2 separate regions of the Rattus norvegicus genome follow, and region 2 is linked to region 1. A link is a contact called in public Hi-C data. All regions are on one chromosome and are shown on one strand. The core of a region is the stretch at or near the end of the contact, and the rest is flanking DNA. Distances in the headings are between cores, read along the strand shown.

Region 1 (7,572 bases), core at 2,774-5,273:
AAAAGATGCTCCAGGCACACCAGACAGGAGCAATGGCTAGAAGGCCAGACAGCCTTCACTTCTTGGGGGAGGGGAAGGAATAGAGTCTGGGAGGACGGAACTTGTGGGTAGATTCCATGAGGGGAGTCTGCTGGAGCCAGCCAGTGACCCGGACACTGCCACTCTGTGGACAGCTCCTGGGTGGTTCCCTCTGACTGGTCGAAGAAGCTTCTTTGAGGCCTCCCAGGCACAGCCCAAGTCTGCATGGCCCTGGTGTCTATTGCTTTTGGCAGCTGAGGGTCTGCAGGTCCGTTAGAGGTGATGGCGTGGCAAGGCTGAAACGCTGCCAGGTCCCGTGGCCCACACGCCGGTGGCCGGTGTCAGGCGGGCCATGCTGTCTGTGGACCTCACTGCCCAGCCCTGGGCAGGCTCGTGAGGCATCGTTGGTGCCTACACAGGCTGCATGGCTGGCCCAGCACAAGCGAGCCTTTGTAGCCCTGGTTTATGAAACCAGCCGCATATTTCTCCGTCGCTTTATGAGGTGCTAGCTCTCCCCATGCAAGCTGGGGAAAATAAAGCGTCACATAATTTGTATGGCTACAGTTGAGGAGGTCTGAAGTGAACCAATGCTCTCCTTGCACAAGTTCCTTGCCCCTGAAAAGGCCTTGTGGCTCTGGGGGGAGGGGCAGACTCAGGATTTCACCCCTGGAGGGGACACCACAGAGGCAGCGATGACTGGGGGCAGAACTTGAGATGTTGTTAGCATCCGTGTTGCCAAAGCCAACTTCCCCACAGGTGACGCCCTTTTACCTTTTAAGAGGTCCACAGGGAACCGGGTAGGGATGCTCCCACAAAGTTTAGCACAAGGTAGAGAGTATTCTAGAAGGGCTGTGGCACTAAAATACCTGGCAGGGAGGGCTTTGGCCTGCAATTGAAAAGGATTCGTCTCCTGAGGTGAGTCTGTGGACTGCCACAGTGAATACTGGCCTCCCAGAGAATCCTCTCATCTCCTGTCTTTACCTGTCATTTGTTGGGTGCTTCCTGTGTTACATCGAGTATTTCACTAGGCACCCACTTGCGTTAATCCATCTGAGGTTTACTGAACACTTCCCATGTTCCTCATGAGAGCCTGTGTATGGGGCCTGCCGTGCAGAGGTATGCTTTGAGCTCAGAAAAGAGCAGACACAGAGCTAGTATCTGGCAGAGCTTCCCCACTCGTTGACAGGATTAGAAAGAGGGCCACAGGGCAGGGACTGAAGATGCAGTGTGGGGCCCTGGGTTCAATCCCCAGCATGGAAATGGGAGAGGAAGGTTAGTGAAGAATCGATACGGGAATCTTGTATAAAATTCCAATTACAATTCAGTCTTTTGATACTAAAGTCATACTCAAATTGATCGTAGTTGTAGATTCTTACTACCCTTTGAGCTAAAATCAAAGTACATTTGCATGAGAGCAAATCCAAAATGTCCACTTGGATAACATTCCATGGGAGGTAACTCCTCACTGCCACCTGGTGGCATTGCTTTTGCATAGCAGGGGATGTAAGCAAAGACTGCTAGACTTCAGCCTGGGGCCAATAGAAGAAGAGACTCTAGTTTGAAGCTGGAGCCCAAAGTCCCTGTCAGTGTTGTGCCCTGGCCACAGTAGCAGAGGCAGGCAACCCCTTCAGTTTCCTAGGTGGCAGATTCTTAGTTATGCAGCTCTTTGTAGACTGATCTCTCTGGAGTCTTCCTTCAAGCTTGGAGCTCCCTTGATTTTTCATTTCCTTCCTATGTCACAGTGAACATGAAGGAAAATGTTCAGATGGGCTTTGAGGCTCAGGTGATGAAGGCTTAGAACGTTTTCACAAGTTCCTAACCCCTTCCTGAAAGTCACACTAACTCTTCCAATGAACGGTGCCCTGGGGCTGGTCCTCCTCTGCTGTCCTCTGATCCCAGACCCTTACCTCACTTTGCATCCCACGCCCATTGTGATGGTTGGTCTAGACAGTCAACCTGACCAGATGGAAAGATACCTAGAATTCACAGAGCTCTGTGAATTCCAAACAGGACTGGTAGAGCAAGTGGAAGGGAAGGCCATCTAAGCAGATCACTATTCAATAGGCCCAAGGCTAGGCTGGAACAAAAGGGGTAGAGAAAGCTAATAGACAGCCCCACCCTTCTTGAGCCATTCATTGTGTCTATTGCTGGTTCACCTCAGACTCTGGTCTTATAACACAGACACATAGGCAATGAGTATGCCCGCCTGTAGAGGGCAGAGAGGAGATGCTACCATACTAGATCAGACTCACTGTGATTGTAGAGTTCAATGTCAGGGTCTAGAGCAGCCTGGCACAGTGGGGGATGTTTCTTTCTCTTATAAGGAACAGAACACCTAACCTGGAGAGCCACGGTTAAGAAAGGAAATGGTTGTGTTTTCTTGAAGACTCGTGCTACGCTAAACCTTGTTCCGGCCCCTGTGTCTGACTTCAGTGTCTCTGCTGGTGTATTTTTTTCTCTCTGCTGTATCTCCAGATGGTTCTGGTCTCTCCTCCCTTCTGGTTCATGGAGGCGGCTTACTGAGCTTTAAGCTACCATGTTCTCAAACTACATAAAATAGCATGTCCCAAGCAAATATGGTGTTTCCATATTGACCTTAGGCCTCCTGCCCCAGAAGCCTGTTCAGCATGGTTGGGATCAAATCCCCAAACAACTCTGAGCCCTAAGGAACCTCAAGTTTGCATCAGCATTGTCCAATGTAAGTTCTATAGTGCACGCTGATTGGGTCCCTTCAGTCACATGGCCACCCTGAACCAACCCCTGTGGTCGTGGCATTGGAATGTGCTGGTTTGCTCAGCTCCATCCAGAGCTGAGAGGAAGTCGAACCCAAGTCATCCTTGAAGGCATCTGCAGGTGTTTTACTCAAAGAGAGGAAGCAGCAGGCAAAACTCACAGAAAACCATCAGTAACCGACATAAGAGTTAGCAGGATAGGAGTTTGTAAGTGGTTTACATTTTATATAAACCACAGTGAAAATCTAGGCTGTCCTTGGCAGTGTCATTCATTCATCAGGAAGGTGGCTTCTGTGGTAGAGTTCGTCTGTGTTCTGTAGCCTGCCTCCGGCTCTCCTGGCTGTCAATTTGAACAGTCTAGTTGAAGACACATCCCACTGGTATCCTCACTTAGACACCTAGGAGGGAGGGATTTCCTGAGGCTTGTGAGTTCCCCCCAGAACACCAGAACCCCATCCTAGAGCTCATGGTCATCCTTCCACTCCCTCTCTTGGTCCCCTGATGGGAAGTGAAGGTTCGTGTTCATGAATAGTGGCCTCTCCTACTGCTCTACCCCAGTGTCGAAGAGTCCAGATAGAGTGGAGTCTGCTGATTCAACCCTAGCTACTCAGGAGGCTGAGGCAAGAGGATCACATGGATCAGGGCCACCACAGATACAGACAGAGTGCCAGACTGGCCTGTATAACTTAGTGAGACCACATCTCAAAATAAAAACTAAGAAAGAAGTCTGGGGGTGTAGCTCAGAGATAGAGCACTTGCCTAGCACTGAAAGAACCATGAGTCCGATTTCCACTACTAGAAAAAGAAAAATCCCTACACAGGGTCTAGGTGACTAGGTTCTTAGAGACTCTGGGTTGAGGGACTTGTCCTAAAGGTGGGGACTACAAACGATCCGGGTCTTAGTTGAGTCACGTAACCGATTAGGTTATAGAAACCAGGAACCTCGGCTTGGTGGTTCTTTCCCAGGGATGGCTGGTTACCACAGGCAGCAAGCCAGGAGGCAGCTGAAGCGAAGACCCACCACCTTCCCATGGGCGTTCTACTAATGAATCAGCACCAGCCGGCAGACCAGTGAGAAACCCACAAGCCCACATCTACCAGGTTTAATTTCTGCTGGGGGCTGGGGGCTGGGGCCTGGATCGCTTCTTCCCCATGCTTTGCTCTGGATGTTAATAATCAACTAGCCTGGCATGCCAGTGAGGCCAGAGGTGGGGTGAGAGCAGGAGCCCTGGGGTTTGGGTGGATGATCAACCAGAGAAGCAACGGAACCAGTGAATGTGCTATCTGAACAGAGGATTGTCTCTCCAACTAGCTCTCGGTTCAAAGGCCACCAGTGCTCATACAGAGGCCCTGCCTCAAAGAGTCCCCCGCTTACTGGGGCAGCCACCAAGTTATCACTGGTCAGATGAGCACTGATAAAGGGTAGGCAGTGCGGTGGAGAGAGAATGGCCTTTTGGGCCCCCGAGAGAGAATTGCGGAGGGACCCACGGCAGGAATACTGGGAGGAGCATTGAAGAGATTGTTAGGTAGAGAAAGCCTTGAAAGGCCTGTCAGAGGAGGGGTCACGGTGTATGGAGGCACAAAAGCCTACAGAGGCTTTAAAGAGTCCCTGCCGAGTGCCAGAGATCTGAGCTAGGGTTCAGGGAAGCTGAACTCCTGATGTAACTGTAACTGGCTCTTTACTCATCAAAACCTAGGAATCTGGACCTGGGTGAGTGTGTGTGTGTGTGTGTGTGTGTGTGTGTGTGTGTGTGTGTTAATTTCTTTTTTCCTTATTTAAATGCATCCATAAGGTTTAATTTAAACATCACAATCGTAAGTCTGCCCACTCCTGTCTTCAGCCACCTCCCCAGAGGCCACTGAAGCAATTGGATTTTTGTCTCTTCCTCTCAGGTATTTTCCACAGACACAGGCAACAGAGTACCGCACACCCTGAGTTGCACACCTCGGGGATGACTCAGCAGACAGAGAATCTCTGCCTTCCCTTTGCTCGACATCTGCAACGGTTTCCATTTAGAGCCCCAGGCTATGCATCAGGACCACCCCTCAGCCTCGGTTCTGTACCGGGAAAGGCAGCTCTTACACAGTAATAGGTGCAGAGCCAAGGTCACCTGGGTGTTTGAGGACTGAGCTAGGACTCAAGCTCAGACCTCTGCCTCTTATGTCCGCTCCAGGCCTGGCAGGTTTGTTCTCCGCCTCCTTGATCACAGTGTGTCAAACCATGAGCCAGAAAGGTGAGGGGTAAGACTGCTATTTTTTTTTTTTTAAGCATTGCAGGCAATAGGCTGATGTCACAACAACCTTCAGTGTAGAATTGTGATTTCAGGCAGCCTTGGTGGTTGTTTTGTTAACAACCATTTCTCCCTCTCTCCTCCTTCCTTCTTCTTCCTCTTCTCCCCACCTCCCCAGCAGCCCTGCTTCAAGCCTCAGCTCATCTTGGTCCCCATGTCTGGTCACTATGACAACAAGGGTCTTCCGTCAGAAAGAGGCCTTCCAGGTATTTTATTTTGGGCTTCAATTAAGCTGGCTGAAGGCTACGAGCAATGCAGGGAAGTGTGTTTTACTTACGGCCTTCGAGAGAAGCCAGGTGCTATTTCTAGCTCCTTAATCGGCGTTGCTAAATGGGGTCTTAATGCTAGTTCCCATGGTATCACGAGTTTTCATCACAGTGACTCCCTCTCCAACCTCACTCTCTCATCTCCCTCCTTAATGGGAAACACCTCTCTCTCTCTCTCTCTCTCTCTCTCTCTCTCTCTCTCTCTCTCTCTCTCTCTCTCTCTCTCTCGTGCTGGCAGCTGTCAGTAGGCCCCCAGCCTTTCTGGCCTGACATTCACTGGCCCTCTGCAGCCCAGCCTTTGGGAATATTTGTTCTGCTCTATCACACATCTATCAGGAATCTGAGTTCTCAGGAGGTCTATCCAAGGGTCGAAATTCTATCTCCAGACTCCGCCATCCTCTCCAGCTGCCCCATTAAAGCCAGAGGGAGGGACGGATACATGATTGACTATATTGAAGAAACATTAGCACTTTTGTGAGTGTCTAAAATCCTCCTCAATCGTACTTCATAAGTCAAGACAGATCACTCATTAAATCAAGGCAAGTTAAATGTTTTCCTATGCCTCGAGAAACTGAGGTTGGGACCAGGAAGTCAGTAAACATCCATTGTCATGTGCTGTTGTGAAACATGTGCTGTTCAGTTCAGTCCCTACACAACTCTTCTTTAAAGGAAAGATTAAGAAAAATGCTGTGTCAGAATTTCTGACCGTAGCATCCATTGTACAGTGAGTGCTTGAGACATGGTTCTCCTTGGGCCCTAGGTGTTGTGAGGAAGGAGCGTGGACTGCACGAACTGCAGCCAAAGCACAAAGGCATGGAAATGTTTCAGTTTGCCTGTACGAAACCAAGTCAGCAGTTCTCCCTGTTTCCTGCATGTTCCGTCCTCAGGGGTTCTTTGGGGCCTCGTTAGTCCTTGAGCAAGTTTTTGGAGTGATTCACACTCCTACAGTAAACGGGGCATTTGTAAAGGTCCTTGGAAAAGACAGGGCTTTCTAAGGAAACGAGGCTGCGTGCTCGCCCTGATTACCTCTAAAGAGTCTGCAAGTCGTCAGTGCTACCTTCATTCACATCCCACACCACGGAGCTGACGAGACAGATCCAAAGTCCTGTTCCTTGGAGGACCTTAGTGTCTTTCCTCACAGTGGGAACCTAGGACTCTACTGTCCAAAGCTGCTCCCCCATTAGATGCTACACTGCTCTGGATTCTCTTTAAATGCCATTGACAAAAGGCCCTGGCCCCCTTGGTGGAAGAGGCTCGACAACATTTCCACTGGTGGGGAGCCATGGTTCAGGACATTACAGGGCATGGCCACCGGGCTAAGACTTTCTCCTGGATGGTCATCCCCAGGGACTCCTCCCAGCCCAGAGGCTCCTTGGGTGTGGAGGCAGGACAGAACCTTCCTTACCTGAAAGTGAAGATGCTGAAGTGTGTAAAGAGTAGATGAGTTGGTTTGTCACGGGTTAAAGTAGCACCTGCCACAGGAGACGTGCCACGGGAGTGGGCTGCTGTTGTTGCCCTCACTGTTGTAGTGAGTCTGTGATGCGGCTGGTACACCTATCTCCAGGACTGTAACTAAACTCTCAGATGTGTCCTCTGCCACTCTCCTGAGCATCCTGTCAGTGACCCTGCATGGGTGTGTGGGGGGGGTGCCAGATTCTGTTCCCCTCAGTCCTCTGGAGTGGTCAATCGGGGCCGTGGTACTGGATCTGGCACAGCAGTAGGAGTTTGAACCAAGTCAGGCCAGAGGATACGCTGGCAGGATTCATCCAGGGCAGCTGCTGCAGGCCCTGGGCAATGTCTAACAAGATCAACAGGATTCTCAGTCTGGGCCACTTTGGGAAACTGGTTTTGCCACCACTTAATTAGAACATATGAAAAAAAGTTAATTTTCCCTGTCAATGTCCTTCCTGCCAAATACGTTTTGGCTCATAAACCATTAATGTCTGCCACACCTTCTCTGTAGTAAAATAAGAATAAGACGTCTTGGTCCGTGGGAAAACAGATGTTGCAGGCATTTTATAGCTAATATATTAGTTTTCTCGTCATTGAGTGGTGTCTTGTAGAGTTCAGGTCCTGGAGCCCTAAAAGTCCTGTCAGCACTTACTAAGTCTAGGTAAGCCAGGAGGTCGCACAGTCTCTCTGCTGGCATTTCCTCAGGGACCTGGTAACGGGGGCTCACAGTCCTGCTTGGAACCAAACGCTGGTGCCCTAGAATGTGCTCTTTGGTTGGCCGGGCCTTGCTGCCATTCTCCACAGCTGCTTTTC
Region 2 (7,572 bases), core at 1,901-4,400, 61 kb before region 1:
GCCTCTGATTCAGTTGTCTTGAGTATAGTCAAGGCACCGAAAGGACCTCAGCCAGATAGGAAGGCTCAGTCAAGGAGGGATGTGCTACCTAGTTCAGTCCCATGGTGGCAGACCTCAGTCCCTCACCAAGTTTCCCCACACTACCTGGCTTCCTTTGTGGGGGCAAAAGCCAAAAGAGCAAAAGAGATGACATGTGCCCAGAGTTGCTGGCCTTTTCCTTATCCAATCGCAGAAGGAACAGCGTGTCTGTCCTACCGTGTTCTATTTGTGAACATCGAGACAGGGAGTCCAGCCTGCACTTCAGTGAAAGGAAGTCAGAATGTGGCAATCCAGGGACAAGGGTTATCAGAGATCAGTTTATAGGCTTCCAACTTCAGTTTAAAGATCAGGTTATCCAGGCTATTCCTCAAGTGGCAATTGTTTCTTCCTGTGTGGTTGTTTCCTCTGAATTGAAACATGCTCTCAGAGCGGGAGGAGAGAGGTTTACTAAGACTTTTTATTTTTTTAAACTAATACTCAGGAAGCTAATAAAACATAGAAGGCTTTCATAGAAGCTCATGAAAGTTACAAGATTCACAAGGCTCCTTCTCAAGCTTGTAAAAGCTGGGGTGTGGCGACTCCTCTGATTGCTAGCTGTGCAGGCACACAGATCAACTTGCCGTCCATGCTGGGGTGGGCTTTTTAGTGATGACTTTGTGCCTCCGACGCCAGTAAGTAACACCAATACATTTACTGGATCACCAAAGTAGGCTTGGGTGGGATAATTTCCCTGATCTGCCGTGGATACCTTATCTGGAATGAACAGACATTTGTCCACATTTCAAACATGGAGACATATCACACGCTATTCAGGGGGTGGAGGACTTGGGGAACTTTAGTGATACTTAGGGGTACTGTTGTACACATTTCTTGATACCTAAGGCAAGTCACATTTGTAAAGGCCTGTGGAGTGAACCTATCTGGCACACAGGTGTGTGTTTGGGGAAGTAGTTTCTCAAATTGTTGCGCCTGATCCTTCCTTGCCTTGTTCTTAAGCTATTGTGAGGTCCTTCCAGAAAGAAAGAAGAAATGCCCGTTGGCAGTTGTATTGGGATCCAGGTGGAGAAACCATCAGCTGCAGAGTCTTGGGTATTTATTTTAAGGTTTATTTTAAGTGTATGAGTGTTTTGCCTGCATGAATGTACGTGCACCATATACATGTCCGGGGCCAATGGACGTCAGAAGAAGGAGTCTGATCCCCTGGAACTGATTGATATTCTGGATAACTGTGAACTACCATGTGAGTGCTGGGAACTGAACCCTGGTCCTCTGCAGGAGCAGAAAGTACTGTTTGTTTGTTTGTTTGTTTGTTTGTTTGTTTGTTTGAGACAGGTTTTCTCTGGGTAGCCACGGCTGTATTGGAACTCACTCTGTAGACTAGGCTGGCCTTGAACTCAGAGATCTGACTGCCACTGCCTTCTGAGGGCTGGGGTTTAAAGGCGTGCATCACCACTACCCAGTTGAACTGAAAGTACTCTTAACCATCTGAGTCACCTCTCCAGTCCTTGCAAAGTCTTGCTTAAGTTCCCCTTTGCTCTGAGTTTTCCTCCGTCCTCATTTCTTGCTGTCCAGCTCTGTCAGCACCACAGCCGAGGTCAGAGCACGTACTCCAGAAGCGTCCTGAGGAGGGAGGGGACTCGAGGGGAACAAGGAAATATGTGCATGGGTCACATCACATTCTTTTAACTGTGCAGTCCCAAGGACAGAGACACACAGGTACAAAGAGACAGACATGCAGACACAGATGAAGTAGCACAAATCGCGAGCGCTGTAAATACTTGCTCAGGATACCCCTTTGCCACACCACTGAGCTGTCCTAATTGGCAAAGCATCGTTTACGTCTTGGACTTCTGAGGCAGCTTCCAAGCTGTCCTGTGCTATTCATCCATCTATCCACACCGCCACCGGATTATCTTTCTGGACAGCAAATCTGTGAAGGTCAAGAGGCCTGCCAAACTGATCTTGGGGAAAAGCCAAGCCTTTGGAGGCTCTCCAAGACCCTAAGTACCCACTCTCGTTTCATCTTACCTCTTGTTTTGACTCCAGTCGTACCACAGGCTGTTACCATGAGACTATGATGCCTCTGCGTCTAGCAGCTACTTCATGCAGACACTTCCAAATCGCCCTCCACAGTCTGGGAGAGGAACTCCGGAACCTGGGTCAACACATTTCCCTCACAGGGTTGAATTACAGGTGCTTGTCTTCTGTGTCCATGAAAAAAAAAAAGGACATTTTCTGAGAAGTGAGGTCAGTTAAGACTATGGAATGGACCTAATGTCAACTCTGGCATCGAAAGCAAGATGCACTGACCTGGAAACTTCGTTTTCCCCAAGGAAGCCTAAGTGGAGAGATACAGAGCATCCCTCGCTCTGGCCACACCCTCTTATCTCTATGTTCTGGCTAACGAGGGAGCCGCCCACCATCAGCGCCAGTAGCCCTCTGAGCAATGAATCTTCTCTCTGGCCTCAGGTGGGCGGGGAAAGGCACTGTGGAGCAGGTGCTGCGTGAAATTGGATTCTGAAAGATGAGTTGGAGTCTGGTCTCAGAAATAAAGTGCGGACATGTGTGTGCCTAAGGCAAGGGGTTATATTAAAGCATTCTCTTTCCCAGTCGCTGTTTCCCGCAGGCCTTGAATACAGGCACCAAAGCTATCTGGCAACCGTGATGTCTGCTCTCTTCATCCCCGCCCCCAGGGACACCCACCATGGCTCTCCAGGCACGCTTGAATGAATGGGGGAGGACCCGTGCGCATGAATGAGCGCGTGTGTGAGCGAGTGTCTAGGCCAGCCAGCCGGCAGATGAGTGAATGGCGTCCGCGCCACTTCGGCCCAGGGGCCCGGGCGCGGGTTCCACTTCCCTTTCCCGCCAGCTGGTGGCCTCCTGAAGGTGGCAGAGCCGAGAGCCGCCCGAGCTGGGACGGCCCGGGCGCGGGATGGTGGGGGAAGGGGCGTTCCCGGCGGCCGCGCCTTCCGCGGCTATTGGATTAGTGGCCTTCAGGGATGAGCTCAGCCGGATCGGCTTTCAGCTGCAGCCTCCGGGCCGGCCGGGAAGGCGGGGAGCGAGCGGCCGTGTAGGAGGTGGGGGAGGCGGCGGCTGCAGCATCCAGAGCTGGCCCTGGCGGTCGGCGCGCCCCGCGCACAAAGGCGCCCAGCCCCTGGGGAAGGCAATGAGCGCACAGCAGCCCGGGCCCTGGCCACCGCTGCAGCCCTCCAGGCGTGTGCTCGGTGCTCTGGGGAAGAAACCGGGTGCTCCGGGGACGAGCGGCCGAGGTGAGGCCCGAGTGCCCTGAGTGCGAGATTCGTCGCCCTCCAGGTCAGGCGCCAAGCTTTAGGGCCACCAGGGCAAGGGCTTCCGCGCCCCTCTGAGATCAGCGTAGTCGGGCACTTCACCACTCGGGACTGGACCTCGGCGGCCACTCGCCTCTCCTGAGCGTCAACTTCTCCAAGAACGTCCCTAACTCCAGGGCACCCTGCGGAGAGAGAGGGCGCTGCCGCCGGGTACAACTGAGAGGACGCGTCGCTGACTGAGAAGCAGCAGCCAGCATCCGCGGGGTCGCTCGGGCGCCCCTGAGTGGGCGGCAGTGGCAGCAGACCTCTCTCCCGGGAGTCCCGGACCTGCCAGCGCTGGGGATTCCTCCCAGGCGGGCGCTCGTCTTCTCTTTTATGGTAAGTGCTCTCCAGCTCCTGCTAAGGGGTGATCACACGCCGGTACGGGTCACACCGGTGCTCTTGGGGACTCAATGGTCCGGGTCGGTGGAAATGTCTCCGCGAATTGTGGCAATCCTAGCTGGTTGGTTTGCGCCTAGCTTCGGGCGTTGCACTGAGCCCAGCCTCTGGTACTGTAGGTTTGAAATCGCTGCTCTCGGTGTAGTGGAGACCACACACACACACACACACACACACACACACACACACACACACTGAGCGCAGACTCACCGGATTATGTTCCGGTCGTACATCCGTCACTCTCCGGGGTGACCTTAGGCCAGGCACCGCAACCTCGGTTTCCTCATCCGTAGGATGGGGATGATAATTGAATCCTTTATACTAGAGTGTTGGAGGGAACTGCTGGGTTGGTGCGGAGACCTGCGCCTGGCATTCAGAAAGCACTTAGGCACTAACTAGCGTTAATCTTAGCTTTTTGAGTCTAAGCACATCACCCAGTTTCCCAGAGCTGCCTCATCTGTGTGGCGAGGACAGTAATTTCTAGGGGTCTGCTGGTCTGTGGCTTTTGGAGCGTTGGGAGTAAAGCGCCGAGCAATCAGCAGGCGCTGGTGATGATTGTTATGGTTCACCTCCGACGCTGGAGTAGGGAAGACTGATTGCCCAGTCCGGGAGCCGCTCGCGGACGGTCCCCAGCCTGGCTGCGGGACAAACTTGGAAAGAATGGGTGGCTCAGGGGCTCTGGGAAACAGGAAGGAAGCCAAAGCCCTAAGTGCGGCAAATAAGTCCACTTCTGTTGAGCCGGGAAAAACAAGGGACCCCAAACCCCTGGCTGGAAAGGCCCAGGAAGTGTGATTCCCACCGCCCGGTGGCCAAGCGAGGGCTGCTGAGTCAAGAAGAGAGAAGAGGGCACGTTTGTGTGGCTCTCTCTCTGGAACTTTCAGTCCTGCAGTTCCGGGCTTGGATTCGAATTCGGCTTTCAGCACTATCCCGCGGTGTGACCTTGAGCAGTTCTTCTAAGGTCTGCTGCTCTTCTGTGCTTCCCCTCCCCCTCCCCCTTCTTCCCCCTCTCCTCGCTCCTCTCCCTCCCCCTACTCCGCGATTTGGGTGTGAACGCCTCTTATCCTTCCATTCATCTGTCTCAAACAGTTTAGAGTCTATCTAGATCTAGAAGAGATGCCACGGATTATGGGAAGGTTCACTCTCCCACTGTGCCCTGTGGAAAGCGACTAGCGCCTGAGGCTTCAGATCTGTTTCCTCGCTTTGACACCTCGGTCTTTAAACTACAAGTTTCTATTACTCAGGATGATGGAGGATCCTTCAAACTCTCCCCTCCGCTAGCTCTCCCAAACCATTCAATATTGGTTTAGGGTTTATTGGTTTAAACCCTCCTTGTAGAACAGCAAAATGTCACAAGTGTGGTATAGACATCCTTTACACGGGCAGCCGCAGTTTTTGAGACACACGCACGCACACACCCTGATTCCATGTTTCAGATTTCCACAGCAAAGGTGGTAAAGAGAATTTAAGCCACTTTTGGCAAGCTGCGACCAAAATAGACTCACCAGCCATGCCATGCAAATATCTCTTCAGTTTTCATTTCTCTTCGATTTTAAAGAATCAGTGCCATAGCAATACAATCTGCAAGGAAAAAAAAAACTTGCCAGAAGCAGTCAGGTAAATCTGGGGGGGGATGCTGCCATGGTTTCATAGCTTCCAATTTGGAACAGATTGGGGGGGGGGGTGCCGGGAGTGGAACCCAGGACTTTGTGCATGCTAGACAGGCACTCCACCCCCGAGCTCTAGCCTCAGTCTAAACTGTGTAAAGAATCAAGACAAGGAGGAGCCCCTAAGGACAAAGACTACAGACAATTCACACAGAGAGAGTGGAACAGAGATAACACGAAAACCTAGTGCCTTACCACACTCAATAAGAAAAATGTGTGTTGAAGCCGTAAGTAAGATTCCATTTTTCAGACATCAGATCAGCAATAGTAATAGCCAGTTCACCAGCAAGGAGCGCTTATCCTCAAAACTGTAAATAGACCAAATTCCTCTCTAGCTAGAACTTCCTCAAGACCTCTAGGAGTAAAGGCAGGGTATGCCCTCTAGGCCTGGCTACCACCGATACCATCTTCTCTGTCACTTTTCCCTTCCCCACCCCTGAAACCCTGGCCTAAGATCTTGGTTTTGCTCCAACACTCCAGGGCTTGTTCCTTTCCTGATTTCCACTCCTACCCCCAGTTGGTTATAGGACGGCAGCCTTGTCATCCTTCAGGGATGTCCCAGGATGTGGCTAGGCTCAGGCCCCAGGCAAGGTCTTTGCCCTTTGAGGGAAAGGCCCAGTGCAGCACCCCATGCCCCGGTTTGTTAATTTTTTGCTAAGCCAACTGGCTCACTGCCACACATCGGTGCTCCTGAGAGGGCCCTCCTCTGTTGGCACGGTAACAAAAGATCTCCAGGAGCTCCCTAGATAGAACAAGAAACTGGATGTGGAAAATCAGGAGGTTCGAGGGACTTAGCTGGCTAGGTCCATTAGAAGTCTTTCCTGGTAATCATTTTTTTTTAAAGTACTTATGTGTGCACTTAACTTGTGTGAACACGATCACTCATACTTGGCAAAAAGATCAATAAGAAAAAATTAAAAATCTAGCAGCGCATTTAAATAAAACATGGCCCCTCCGTGAGGGGCTGGCTTTCTTTCCTGCTGCTGCTCAGACAGACCCAGGGATCTGCTCAGAAGCTGCAGAACGCAGCAGTGTGGCCCATCCTTTGGGAAAGACCCCAGCTGAGCCGTCGTAAACTTTGTGGAGTGTTGATTGCTCAGGATTCTTGCTTCACACGTTGAATTTGGAACTTAATCCATGCTTCAAATGTGCACTTCAGTTGTGGGGGGAAAAAAAACACTTGATGGTAAAAACACAAATTATTCAGTCCAACAAGCATTTTTTTTTTGAGATGGCTCTCAACTTGCAGCCCATGCTGAACTAGAACTCACAGTGTAGCCCAGGCTGGCCCTAAACTCTGAATCCTCCAGGCCCTCTTCCCAAGTGTTAGGATTGGAGTACCTGGTTCTGGCAAATACCTTGCTGCAGACAGGTAGTGTGTACATGGCTTAGAAGATGGGGGCAATTAGCTGGGCACTGGCTCGCCTTCTAGGAATAGCACATGATGCAGGGGGTGTCAGCGGGACTAGACGTTTAGGATAACATCTTGGGATGGAGAGATGGAGGAGGATGCTGTGGTGGGCACAGGAGTGAGGGAATGTAGGCAGTGAAGGTCAGCAGGTTCCAGATGCTTGTGGTAGGAAGCGGTACGCTGACTTGAGAGTTTGGCATCCTGGTTAGAGAAAGGCTACAAGGAGAGGTTGACTGTGACACCCTTGGGTGTCAGCTCAAAGGGTGCATGCTTGAATGAGCAGGTGACAGGCGGCTTGATGGGGTTTAGCCTTTTGGTGGCAAGGCGGGGTGGGTTAGAGAATCACAGGCCCTCACTCAGAGCCTGCTTTAGTAATCCTGTCAGGTAGTGGTTCTCAACCTTCCTAATTCTGCTTTAGGATCTTAAATACAGCTCCTCGTATTGTGGTGACTTCCAACCATACAGTTATTTGAGTTGCTACCTCATTACTGTAATTTTTCGACTGTTATGAATCATAATGATATCTGATAGGAAGGATTGAGAGGTCATGATGCACAGGTTGAGAACCACCGTGCTAAGGTGTAAACCGAGAGGAAGTAAAAAAGTTATTGGTTCGGAGCCATAGATGGGAACCTGGGTTATGGGCAATGGAAGAAGCAGAGCCCATCCCCAAGACACACGATTCTCAAGTTCTAGTGGACCCCAGATGTGCCAATGTGCAGCACTGAGAAGG

What was found. A called contact is a pair of places that touch in the nucleus more often than the background predicts.
Region 2: a contact with region 1 is called in a Hi-C map of liver, with 2.0 times the contacts expected there. The contact joins the promoter of Spsb4 here to the enhancer-like site in region 1. A contact is called at or near these places in 9 of 12 Hi-C or Micro-C datasets (the A7r5 cell line, hepatocytes, kidney and 4 more).

Annotation. Positions count from the first base shown.
Region 1 is chr8:106,424,257-106,431,828 of GRCr8, reverse strand. All of the region lies in intron 2 of Spsb4 (splA/ryanodine receptor domain and SOCS box containing 4), which reads left to right. Among named protein-coding and RNA genes, the nearest start is that of Spsb4, 61 kb to the left of the region's middle. Within about 2 kb of position 4,023, at least 8 of the 93 cell types and tissues checked have an H3K27ac peak or open chromatin away from gene starts, as enhancers often do. A contact at or near this core is called in hepatocytes, kidney and liver, where this site is marked.
Region 2 is chr8:106,484,849-106,492,420 of GRCr8, reverse strand. It overlaps Spsb4 (splA/ryanodine receptor domain and SOCS box containing 4), which reads left to right and starts at 3,150. Exons shown (of 3, transcript NM_001106849.2): 1 at 3,150-3,704. LOC134480089 (a long non-coding RNA gene) reads right to left here and starts at 2,641. Exons shown (of 3, transcript XR_010054248.1): 1 at 2,068-2,641; 2 at 1,534-1,969; 3 at 475-792.